2 separate regions of the Triticum aestivum genome follow, and region 2 is linked to region 1. The links are chromatin contacts, called in public Hi-C maps. All regions are on one chromosome and are shown on one strand. Each heading gives the region's core, a stretch centred on a gene start, on an enhancer-like site or on the middle of the called end of the contact. The rest is flanking DNA. Distances are from core to core; before and after follow the strand shown.

Evidence for each region. A called contact is a pair of places that touch in the nucleus more often than the background predicts.
Region 2: a Hi-C map of leaf shows a contact between it and region 1, with 2.3 times the contacts expected there. The contact joins the promoter of LOC123044022 here to the enhancer-like site in region 1. A contact is called at or near these places in 2 of 5 Hi-C or Micro-C datasets (both in leaf).

The regions. Positions count from the first base shown.
Region 1 is chr2B:152,416,948-152,422,407 of IWGSC CS RefSeq v2.1, forward strand. It overlaps LOC123044019 (protein N-lysine methyltransferase METTL21A), which reads left to right. Exons shown (of 8, transcript XM_044466636.1): 8 at 456-870. The coding sequence ends at 576. Among protein-coding and RNA genes, the nearest start is that of LOC123044019, 6.0 kb to the left of the region's middle. Within about 2 kb of position 3,879, at least 3 of the 8 cell types and tissues checked have an H3K27ac peak or open chromatin away from gene starts, as enhancers often do. A contact at or near this core is called in leaf, where this site is marked.
Region 2 is chr2B:152,455,298-152,461,130 of IWGSC CS RefSeq v2.1, forward strand. LOC123044022 (calcium/calmodulin-dependent serine/threonine-protein kinase 1) reads left to right here and starts at 2,595. Exons shown (of 11, transcript XM_044466638.1): 1 at 2,595-3,726; 2 at 5,302-5,432; 3 at 5,640-5,681; 4 at 5,771-5,833. The coding sequence starts at 3,193.

The DNA of each region.
Region 1 (5,460 bases), core at 2,629-5,128:
AAAATGATTTTCCAAATGCGTTCCTGAGCATATGGAATATACAGGCTGGCTCGGAGTAGTTTAGATTATCTTTTACTGACAGCTGCAATTGGTAGCATACTGACATGTACTTGGTATGGTCAGAATGTCCTGTTCTAAAGCTTGCAATACAAGAACAACTGCTAACAATAAATGGCCTATTTTTTCCTGAGATATTATGTCCGGTTATCTCGTTGTCCTTCACACTTCTGTAAATATTTTCGCGACGTCGTCATAACTCATACAAGTGAGGTCTTAGAGCGATCCCAACACTTTGTTAGCCACTTCTGTTTGCTTCAGATTTAACTCTCCTATTTTGTCGTCCAACTTACTTTCTTCTTTTGTTGTATTCTGACCGATTCCAGAATTAATGCATCTTTTTAAAATGATGATGTGTATTCTCTTAACCAAGACACTTCTCTTCTCGATATGACCAGCATGGATGCACTAGTACTGAAGGAAGCTGAAAAACGTGGAATGGTTGTCAAGGAAGTGGACGGGACAAGAACAACCATCACAGATCTCGAAGGCGTCATATTCGACATCACCCTCAAATGACGCCTCCGATGGAATGCTTGGGTGACAATTCCATCAGACAGGAACAAGATGTGGAGCCTCCTATCAGGAAAGCCAATGTTACCGCCTGCATGATCTGCTGAGCTGGCCCTGAACATGATGTGGTCTCTAGTTTGCATCTCTCCACTCCATGGGAGAAAACAGTAGTACAACACTAGCATCAGTCCTGATATGGCGCTGATTGATTCAGCACAACTTTTAAATGACTCGCCGGTCGTGGCCCTTTTCGCTAAATCAAGAAGCGATTCGGGTCACGACGTCACAGCGTTTTTCCTATACCGTCTATCAAGTACCAATGAGATGACCAGGCACTGATGGAAGTCCTTGATCGAGAGGATTCAATCAAGAAAGAGCTGCCAGAAGCAGTTGCATCATATGAACTTGACTACTTGAGAGGTGCTTGCTTGCAGGGCCTGAAGATGCTCTGGATCGCCATGGGCTCGTGCTTGGCGCCACCTAGGTAAAGCACCAAAACCCACACTGGATGAATCGATGAATCTTCATCATCCCTGCCCTGCATTGTCTCGCAATGCTCCCATGCCAAGTTGCTGATGCATGCGATGTGGATCCAAAATTCTTGGTTGTTCTTTAGCCTGTTCCTCGCCCTTGCCACGTAGCGAATCTCATCGCGACAACTCGTCAAGGCCTGCCCTGGTCAGCAGAGCAGAGCAGAGCTTGTCACGGAGGCAAGCCGACGCGTCGTCGGCGGCTTTGCTTTTCTTATTTCTTCCTACTCCCTCCGTTCCGAATTACTTGTCTTAGATTTGTCTAGATACGGATGTATCTAGCATTCTAGATACATCCGTATCTAGACAAATCTAAGACAAGTAATTCGGAACGGAGGGAGTAGCTCGGAAGCAGTCCAAGATTTGAAGCCATCGCTAACGCTGATGCTGCCAAGAAGAGGGGAGGTCACGAAACTGTGCCGGATCCTGTTGCTAACGCTGATGCGTTGCACTGGACCTGCCTTCCGCTATAATCCGAAACCGGGATGAACCGCACTGTACCCGGTCTGCTTCTGAAACAGTAGAAAACGTTGGTTCGTTTTCGATTACAGGGAGATGCAAGCACGTACACGAATAGTGTCTGTATGAAGACCATTGACGATGAAGGATCTCTAGCCCCACAGACCCCCAGCCCTCTTGGCCACACAACAACACTTCCACTTCTCTTAAGTTTTTTTTTTGAAACATAGCTTATCTAAGCTTTCTTGCTCTAAAAGTTGTTAAATTGTAGGCAGCTTGCGAGCGCGGCGTTTCTGCTCCCGAGTTCATTTGCACCCGCTCTGACAAAAAAAATCAAAACAAATACTAAAAAAATTCCAAAAAAATTTGTGTGGTAGATAAGTTTACGCGTGAGGTGCGCTCCAAGTTTCAACTCATTTGTACATCTAAGAAACTCTCAGCAAAAAAGGCAAATTCAGGGTCTGTAAGAATGTTTACTGTTTACACATTGTTCTGACCCGATTTTTTTTTTCTGCGAGCTTCTCAGATGTCCAAATAAGTTGAAATTTCGAGTTAACCTCACGCATAAAATTATCTATCACACAAAAAAATGGATTTTTTTGAATTTTTTAAGTATTTATTTTGAATTTTTTTCTGACCAAGTGCGGATGAGCCTGGTCACCGAGTTGGATTTTCGGCAGCTTGCTTGCTACTGATTTTAGTGGTGTACAAGGAGCGGATGAGCAATTCCTTGTACTACTGATTTTAGTGGTTTACTACTGGTCAGGACAGGTTGGCGATTGGAGGTTGGAAATGGTCCCATGCAGCAGATGGAAAGAGTAGTGGCGTAGCGCCATGGATAGAGTCCAAGAACCCTGCAACCACTATGTTGCAACCAACACGATTAAGATCCATTTGGACGCCCATCTTGTTTAGCCTCATAACTAATTAGGCGAGCGAAATCAACGTCTGGGTTTATTAACCAACAAGTTTGGTCATGAAAATCGGCATCACGCTTTGGATACCGTACCCTAGCTAGCGATCTTCTCTGAATCGCCACCGGCATCAGTCAACTTAGTCGTAATGGCAATGTGCCCCGTAGATTAACCAACGCCTCTCATTCACTGGCCATGATTGGATTTCAGCTACTAGTAGGAGTAGTATCTTGCGGCCTCATCATCAGACGAGAAAGGCATCAAGACTTGATTGGTTTCTTTCTTTCTTTCCTGGCTTTTCCACAGCCGCCGCATCCGATGCTTGAGGTTGAGGCATGCAGGTGTCAGTCACTCACTCAGTCGGGTCAAATTGGGGGCCAGGAAAGGAGCGGCGCCCAACCCAAACACCTGAAAGGGCGTACGAAAAGAAGAGCAATTTACTGGGCACTGCCTGAGGGAAAAGTAAAAGTGGGGAAAAGGAAAAAGGAGAGCGGCCACTCTCTTCACCGTTGGCAGCATTGCCGCATGGTTTCACCTCTTCTTTTACTTGCTTTTTTGCGGGCACACTGTTGCCTATATATGCTTGCATGTGTGTGTGGGGGTGTGTTTTGCAGAGATTCCTTTCCTCCTCCATGAAATGAAACACAGGATGAACATGAGCACGTAAAAGAGGAGGAGGTTGATTGGCTGCCCAATGATTGAGCTGCATTGCATAATCCAGTACTGCCACTCCACATGAGAGGAGAATTTTTTTCCACCACCATTACATAATGGAACTGCATGCACATGCTTGCCTAATTAGCTCGTACTCTTGTCTGTTTGTATAATGAGCTGCTATGTGTCTGCTACCCGATCTGACCAGCTGCTTGAGGAAACCGTTAAGGGCCTCTTTGATTTGATCCACAGGATTCTGGAAAAACAGGAATAGAAAAAGTATAGAATTGGATTGAAGTGGCAAGATTAGCAAGGACCAAGGAGTATTTGATGCCACCGAAAAACAAAGGAATTGTAAAAATGTTGGAATAGATGTTAGATTTCTTATATGAAATGTAAGAAAAATTTATAAGGATTTCAAGCCTCCAATGGAATTCCTTTGGACCAAAGGAGCCCTAAGTTTTCCAAGCAGAAGTGTCGTCTCTCGTCACAACGGCCACACACGCATGGGCGCAGAGGATCCTTGGCCACCAATTGCACATACACATCCTTGTACTAGTGCTATACATGTAGCAGCAGCAGTGAGTGCCAAACTCAACGCAGCATGACCAGATACCCAACTGATAAATACAAGATGTTGCTTCTGTCTCGATGTCTGTTTGCTTGTGTTAATAGCAAAGGGCCGGTGGCAACATCCCTGTCAGTTAGCACCAGGATGGTCCAGCCACCAGGACGGATACACACATATACATACTACAGGTTGCCAACTTGGCCTTCAAGGCTATCTCATCTGGCCCGGAGACGGCCGGTGACGTCTAGGCTACCGGCCGCCGTCACGCTCTAGACCACCGCCGGCGACGACCAGCCGCCCCGGCCGGCCGGTAGGTGTATGACAGTCTTGAGATAGTGTTTACAGATCAGCCATGACAAAAGGTTAATTCAGAAGCCTGCTTGTTTTCTTGTGCTGATGGATAGGTATAAATAATGTCAGGGAAGGGGAGGATGATGGCATGGGAATCTGGAAAGCGTATGTGCTCAAGGCATAAGCTGATGGAGTTGTTGGTCACACGCATGGCATGACATGGATGCAGTGGTGGTGATGAAACCATGACCTCACACACATTGCCGACCAGTGGATGCTCATTGGCAAGCACCACCTCAAAAGTGCTCTTGCTCTTAATTAGGGCACAAGTTGATTAATGGACCTCGTCATTTGTTTAGAAACATTGCAATGTACACACTGCGGCGCGGCAGGCTGCCTCACGAAGCAACCCGCCGCAAGCCGCGTTTTTCTGCGAAAGTTGCAGCCTAAACAAACACGACGAAAGCTAACCACGGATGATGGGGCAACTAACTATGGATGACAGGATGAGCCTATGCTCATTTGACCATCCTATATATGCTTAGTTAGCCTCATGCTTGGCGGTGTTGATCAGTTCAACTTCAAGCAAAGCATGATTACCTGTCAGGTGTAAACAACAAGCAAGGTCAATGGCGTTTATGGGCTCATGACAACGAGTTGCTGCTGTTCGGTGGAGGCTGGGGAGCAGTAGGCTAGCAGTTGAAGGAACTGGTCATGAAATTAAGAGGTTGATGTGCATCTCCAATGCAATGCAAGCTCACGTGAGCTGTGACGATGTATGGCGTGTGTGTGGTGAAGATCTCCACGATCTAATTAGTTGCAACCGCAGGGGTTTGTCTAGGTCGTTGTTAGGTTTGGACTGGGATTTAATATCTGATTAACCATGCAATGATATGAGCAATTAATCTTTATTTTCCAGCAGATCACTACTGGTTAGAAATAGTAATAGTATAGTGTGTGGAGTATATGCATACAAATACGATGTGTAGTACTGGTAGAACCCAGGTAGTTGTAGCTGTGTGTCTAACGCGTTTTTGTACATATATATACGCACAATGACAAGTGCTTTGATTGGGTCTAAATATATCATAGATCAGTTGATTCAGTTCCAATAACTCTGATTAGTCAAACTTCTCTGTGTTTTTTTTGGACTCGGCCAGCTCATCCATGACCCCGTACATAATTGGTCGTGCATGTCCATGTATAATCGTTTTGAAAGGAATGGGTAACGAGGATTCATCTTCAAGTACAAGTACATGTGAAAGGGATTTGTTGGAAATCTAGTACCTGACGTTTATACAAGAGAGTGGCTAACAAGTATCACTAAAATATTTTCAACCGTCTGTATTTCCTCCTGTAAGGTAGGAGAAATATTTGAGAGCTTACAACTAGAGTACATAATGATCTTTATCAGTATAATGATCTTTATCGCTGGATTGTTGATGGTATTCTTTTCAAATGCTTGAAAAAA
Region 2 (5,833 bases), core at 1,345-3,844, 37 kb after region 1:
CAGGAATTTCCAAGGAAAGTAGTTAGTACTACTAGTATTAGGTGAGGGAAAATCTATGCCAACATAAATGATAAGTTCAACTAGAGATCAGGGTATATATACAGATGTTTGAAAATCAGTTTTAGTGCAACAGTAGTATTTTTCAGGTTTGATATAGACTATCTTTTCTCGAATACTTGATATAGACTATCTAGTACGCCTTCTGTTGACCAATATAAGATATTTTGGATATTTCAATATGGACTAAGTACATAGAGACTGAAACTAGTGAACATACATACTGAAACGTGTCTATATACATCCGATTCACAAAGAAGTTAGAACATCTTATATTTGTGAACGGAGGGAGTATCACATAATGTTGGCTTCCTTGCTTTGTTCTAGATCAAAATATTCTGGGATTTTTCCAAAACAGTATACATCGCTTTAGGGTTTGTAAACTTTTCCTCACAAAAGAAGAAAAAGACCATGTAATCTTTTCTAGAAAGAATCTACCAAAGCCCAGGACTTATTTATCTAGATCCGCTTCACGTGTGGGAAGAATTCTGCTCACCGCATTTTTCAGATCCTTAATGGACGCTTTTCCGCCATTTCCCATTAGGAGAAAATGATTGATTAAAGACATCTGTCCACTGGATCTTACTCCCCTTTACAGAAAACCAACTGCATGGGTAATGGGTTGCTTCCCGCGGAGTGTCTCATCAGATGCTCACACATTTCTTACCCATCGTAATCTCTCAAATTTCTAATCAGAAAGTTCCTCTAATCCATGGAAATCAACATTTCTAGACTCCACCACCACAGGGAGTCCAAAACCCTGACCAACTGGTCACACACAAAACGTTGTATTCAAAGCCGACACACTTTAATTATCTCGTACACAATCTATAAGGTCCTGTTCAGAACGCGTTAATAATCTGGTTTCACGAGAATTTTCGAGAGCCGGCTCATTTTTCCGCCGGAACCGAAAATAGCTTCCGCGTTTCAAACGGGACCTGACCGGTCGAGAAGAAGGGGGTTCACAAGTTTGAGTTTTGTCACACATATGGTATTATGGGGACCGAAAGGTGCATGAGTGAAAGTGACCTTACCTGTAAACTAATAGCTGAACCACTGAGGTTTTTTCTGATTAATCTATGCCATTTATGCAAAATATTTAATAGCCGGAAAAGCACGTGAAGTCGACATAAATTTACACCATAACTCCCCGGTAAAAAATCATGAAAAAGAAGTGATGCAAGATTACAGTGAGACAGCGACAGGAAGCCTTGTTGAGATCTGAAGAGCAAATGAAGTATACAATCCAGAGGCAGCCTGCTCAAGTCAACATTGCTTAGGTAAGAGCATGGTTAATAGAAGCGCCGGCTACTGGCTGTATACGAGCTCCATGTCAGCAGTAGCCTTCATAAAAGAAATCTCGTGCAATAAGACTGGCTCTATACAAGCTGCTAGATAGTTAAAGTAATCAATGTTTGCATGCATGCAAAACGCTGTTCATTGGACAGAGGGACGCTGGGAACAGAAAACGGCAGCACTAGCGCTTGCTTCGGGCTGCAAGCAGGCGGAACTTTCTCGCGTCTTGTGTTGTAGCCGGGCGCTTGATGAAGCGCTCGCTACCTTCTCTCTCCTGTCTTAACTCTCCTCCAGCTCAGAATATTGCTGATGTGGAATCCCTTATAGCCTGCTTAGTAGGACTATTGTACTTGCTCTAATGGGATATGAAAATAAGAGGAGAGAAGAGGAGAGGGGAGTAGTAGCAAGCAAGCAGCATTGATGCCTCCATTACTCCCCAGTTTAATACCTCGGGAGGTTGAGGTTGGACTGGAGGAGCTCAGCTCGGCTCGCAAGGACAGCCTGTGCTGTGCGTGCGGCGTGGCCTTTTTTTTGGATTGGAGATGGAGAGAAGGGTGGCTTGAGAAGTTCAGATTAAGAGCGAGACAGACATGAGGCTTCTTTTCAGTAAAATTTTGGAAACTAAAAAAATACTGGATCAGCAAAGACGAACAATCCATTTGTTCATAATGGTCTAGAGAAAAGTTGTATTTTGCTTCAACAATGAACTAAAACGTTAGAACATCTTGTATTTGTGAACGGAGAGAGTAGTATATACCTGCAGTATCATTTGGCCGGACCGAACCGCCGAGTTTGCGCGTTTGGAGTTTGAATGTTGGAAATTTTTCTAGGTATTTGAGAGCAGGATCATTCTGGGATAGATCCCCTGAGGTTCCAAGTAGATGATGCTGCTGAATAAGTTGCATGTATCCCGTGGAAGTTTTGTCAGTACAGTTGTTCCCTTGCCCTGGTGAGTGGGTGGTGACCAGCAAACAAGGAGTAGAATGGCAACAGAAACAGGGGAGAGAAAAAAAGAAAGAAGAAATAGTTGGCCTGGCCTGGCCTGGCCAGCCACCCATGTTGTCTTGCGCCACCCCCCACCCCAGCCCCAAGGTCCCCATTGCCCTCCCCCTCACCAAAGCACAGCACATACATGGCGATGGTGTGTGTGGAGGCGTTGGAGGGGGGCTACAGCTACAGCTACAAAAGAAAAGGGGAAAAAAGAAGGAGCTGAAAAGGAAAAGGCAGAGCTCCTCTCCCTCCCCTCCCTTCCCTCCTCCCCTTTTCTCCCCTCCCAATTCATCACAGGATTCACTCCCCAGCTGGGTGTTTCTTTCTTTTCTCCCCTTCCTTCCTTCCTAGCAGCAGGCAGAGCCAGCCAGTGGTGTGGTGGTGCCCCCTTGCTCTGATCCAAGCCTTTCGCTCAAAGCCCCCGGCTTTTGCCGATTGTTTGGTCACTTCAAGAATCTCGGAATATGTTCTTGCTCCTGCCGCCGCCCCTGCTCTGATCCGCCCCTCCCTCCTTCGAGCCAAGCCAGGCCAGCCCAGGCCCCTGTCGCGCTCTCTCTCTTTCTTTCTCCGGCGGCATTTGGGTTCTCTGCAAGGAAAGGATTCTGGCGGCCTGGTTTTGGCCGTGATTGGGATCCAATTTTGGGGGCGGGTTCGCCGTGGTGTGGAGCCAGGTTCCTTACTTCCTTTCTTGGTGAGGCAGGAATTTGGGATGATTTCTCGGGTTCTTGAAGGCGGGGAGACTCTCTGACGACCCGGCCCGGCGCCGTTTCTGGGGGAAATTCTGCGCGGTTTCTGCGGAATTTGCGTCGATTCGGGGCCGTTGAGCTCGGTTCTTGATCCGCGGGCTCCATGGGTCTCTGTCATGGAAAGCCCTCGCGAATCCCGGAGCCCAAGGCGGAGGAGGAGCCGCGCGTGGCCTCCTCCGGCGCCCGCGATGCCGCCGGTGGGGTGGCCGCCTCGCCGGCGCAGGCGGCCGCGGCGAAGCCGGGCACGCCGAAGCAGCCCAAGTTCCCCTTCTACCTGCCGAGCCCGCTCCCGGCGTCCAGCTACAAGGGCTCGCCGGCCAACTCGAGCGTGGCGTCCACGCCGGCGCGCGGCGGGTTCAAGCGGCCCTTCCCGCCGCCGTCGCCGGCCAAGCACATCCGCGCGCTCCTGGCGCGGCGGCACGGCTCCGTAAAGCCCAACGAGGCGTCCATCCCCGAGGGCGGCGAGCCGGAGCTGGGCCTCGACAAGAGCTTCGGCTTCTCCAAGCACTTCTTCGCCAAGTACGAGCTCGGCGAGGAGGTCGGCCGCGGCCACTTCGGCTACACCTGCGCCGCCAAGGCCAAGAAGGGCGAGCACAAGGGCCAGGACGTCGCCGTCAAGGTCATCCCCAAGGCCAAGGTCCGATACTCACTCTCTAACGCCATCCCCACCTCCTCCCCTCGCCATTGCCATGTCCTCGTTCTCGAGCTGCTTGCAGAAATGTCTCTGCGATTCAGTCTCTTGCCGTCTATATTCAGCTGCATGCCCTGCATTTTACCACTTCTTTTTCTACGCGTGATTCGGTATCAGCATGTCCGTCTGAATGATGCTGTCTCTGCTCATTTTGTCGTCAAGATCCGTCTTTTGCCACCACGTTAGATTCAATCTCGACTTCTCCAGGTGTTTGACCAAGACTTGCATTTCGTCGATTAAGCATTTTTTTTCTGCCTGAGATTTTGGAAAATCGGATCCGTCGAGCTCGTCTTGCATCTGTGCTAGTCCTATCAACTACGTATTCGTTAGAGGGTCGCTTGGTTCAACCATGGCTTGGCGAAAAGCAACCCATATCTCCCGGGGCGCTCGTGACTGTTGGTGGGAGGGAGAACGACCTCGCCCTTGCCGGTAGGGCAAAGCTCGCCGCCTCGCGGCATGCATTCATGGCGATGGAGCCTGGTGGAGCTCATCTATCCAGACGTGGACAAGCCCCTGTGCATTCATTGGCTTAACATCATGGTCATGGTGGATTGGTGGTGGCGAGTGGAGATGGTCACCGAGCTCCACATGTCAATGTCTTCTACTCTTCCTATCTTCTTTCCTCCCTCACCTTCCGTGGCATGCTCATGGCAGCCTCTCGGCTAGATCTGCAGGCCAAAAGTGACACTTCAATTCTGTTTAAAGAGCCTTGCTCATTATGCGCCTCCCTGCAATTGTATGAGGTGCCATTTAATTTGGCCCCTGTAGAGCCTCAGCCTGCCCAGTGCTTTTATGAGCAGAGCTGGCAATCTTCCTGTTGTACATGCATGGCCGGCCACAGCTACTCACATTCCATGTGCATGTGCTTGCGCTCTACCAATCGTAGCAATGCTTTTTTTTTTCTTTTCTTTTCTTGATCAATCCTTTCTAGAGAAGATGAGCTCACTGGCGTTGTTAGGAAACAAGCGAAGTTGTTTGATTACTGTTTTTTTAACTTCAGGATTTCAACTGCCGTTTGGGCATGGTTTGTTTCATTGTAAATGGGTTGCGGTTGCGCTGATGCCAGCAAGAGGCATTTTATTCCTTGGTGCCTATAATTGATCACTTATTGCACGTCTAGTGCACTGCTGGACAATATTGGGCTAAACAGTAGCTGGTTGTTGGATAGGCCACAAAGACAAAGGTGTCATAATTTGTGTTTCGAGATCTACGTACGTTGCCCGCCTAAGTGTAAGTAGGACGAAGGAGCTATTTTTGGTTGACTTTGTGCTTGTCACTGTTTTAGTTGCACGATCTTACCAGTAATATACTATGTTCATCGTACCGACTTTGTTTGTTATGACCCTGTTTGCTTGTTTCAGTCATTTATTTGTTAGTTGTTATTCCAAAACCATACAGATTGATATTGAAATTCAAGCTGTTTTCTAGTCTCACCAAGTGACGTGTGTTAGCTGTTTAGAGTACACATTATATTTAAGTTAAAGCTGTTTTCTAGTCTCACCAAATGATGTGTGTGGGCAGATGACAACAGCCATAGCAATTGAAGATGTCAGAAGAGAAGTGAGGATATTGAGCTCTCTGACAGGCCACAGCAACCTAGTGCAGTTCTATGATGCTTTTGAAGATGAAGACAACGTGTATATAGTTATGGAGTAAGTGTGCATTTCTTTCATAGAGTAGGTCCTTTTCAGTTCTGTCTTCGTATGTTGTTGCAGTGCATGAGATTCTTGTTCTTCTCTATGTTAGAAGGTTTAAATTATAATTAGTCAAATTATGATCAATTCCTATCAAAATTGACCATGCATATCAAATGGCGCTTACTGTAACTTCTATCACTTATCATGTTTGTTTCTTTTCAGATTGTGTAAAGGAGGCGAACTACTTGATAAGATATTGGCGAGGTACAATCCTACCAGCGTTCGCAAATTGGAACAATTCTTATGATTATATCTGCTGGGGTTCTAACTATATCCAATCTATTGTTTTGCAGAGGTGGAAAGTATTCTGAAGAGGATGCAAAGGTTGTTATGCTGCAAATTTTGAGTGTAGTATC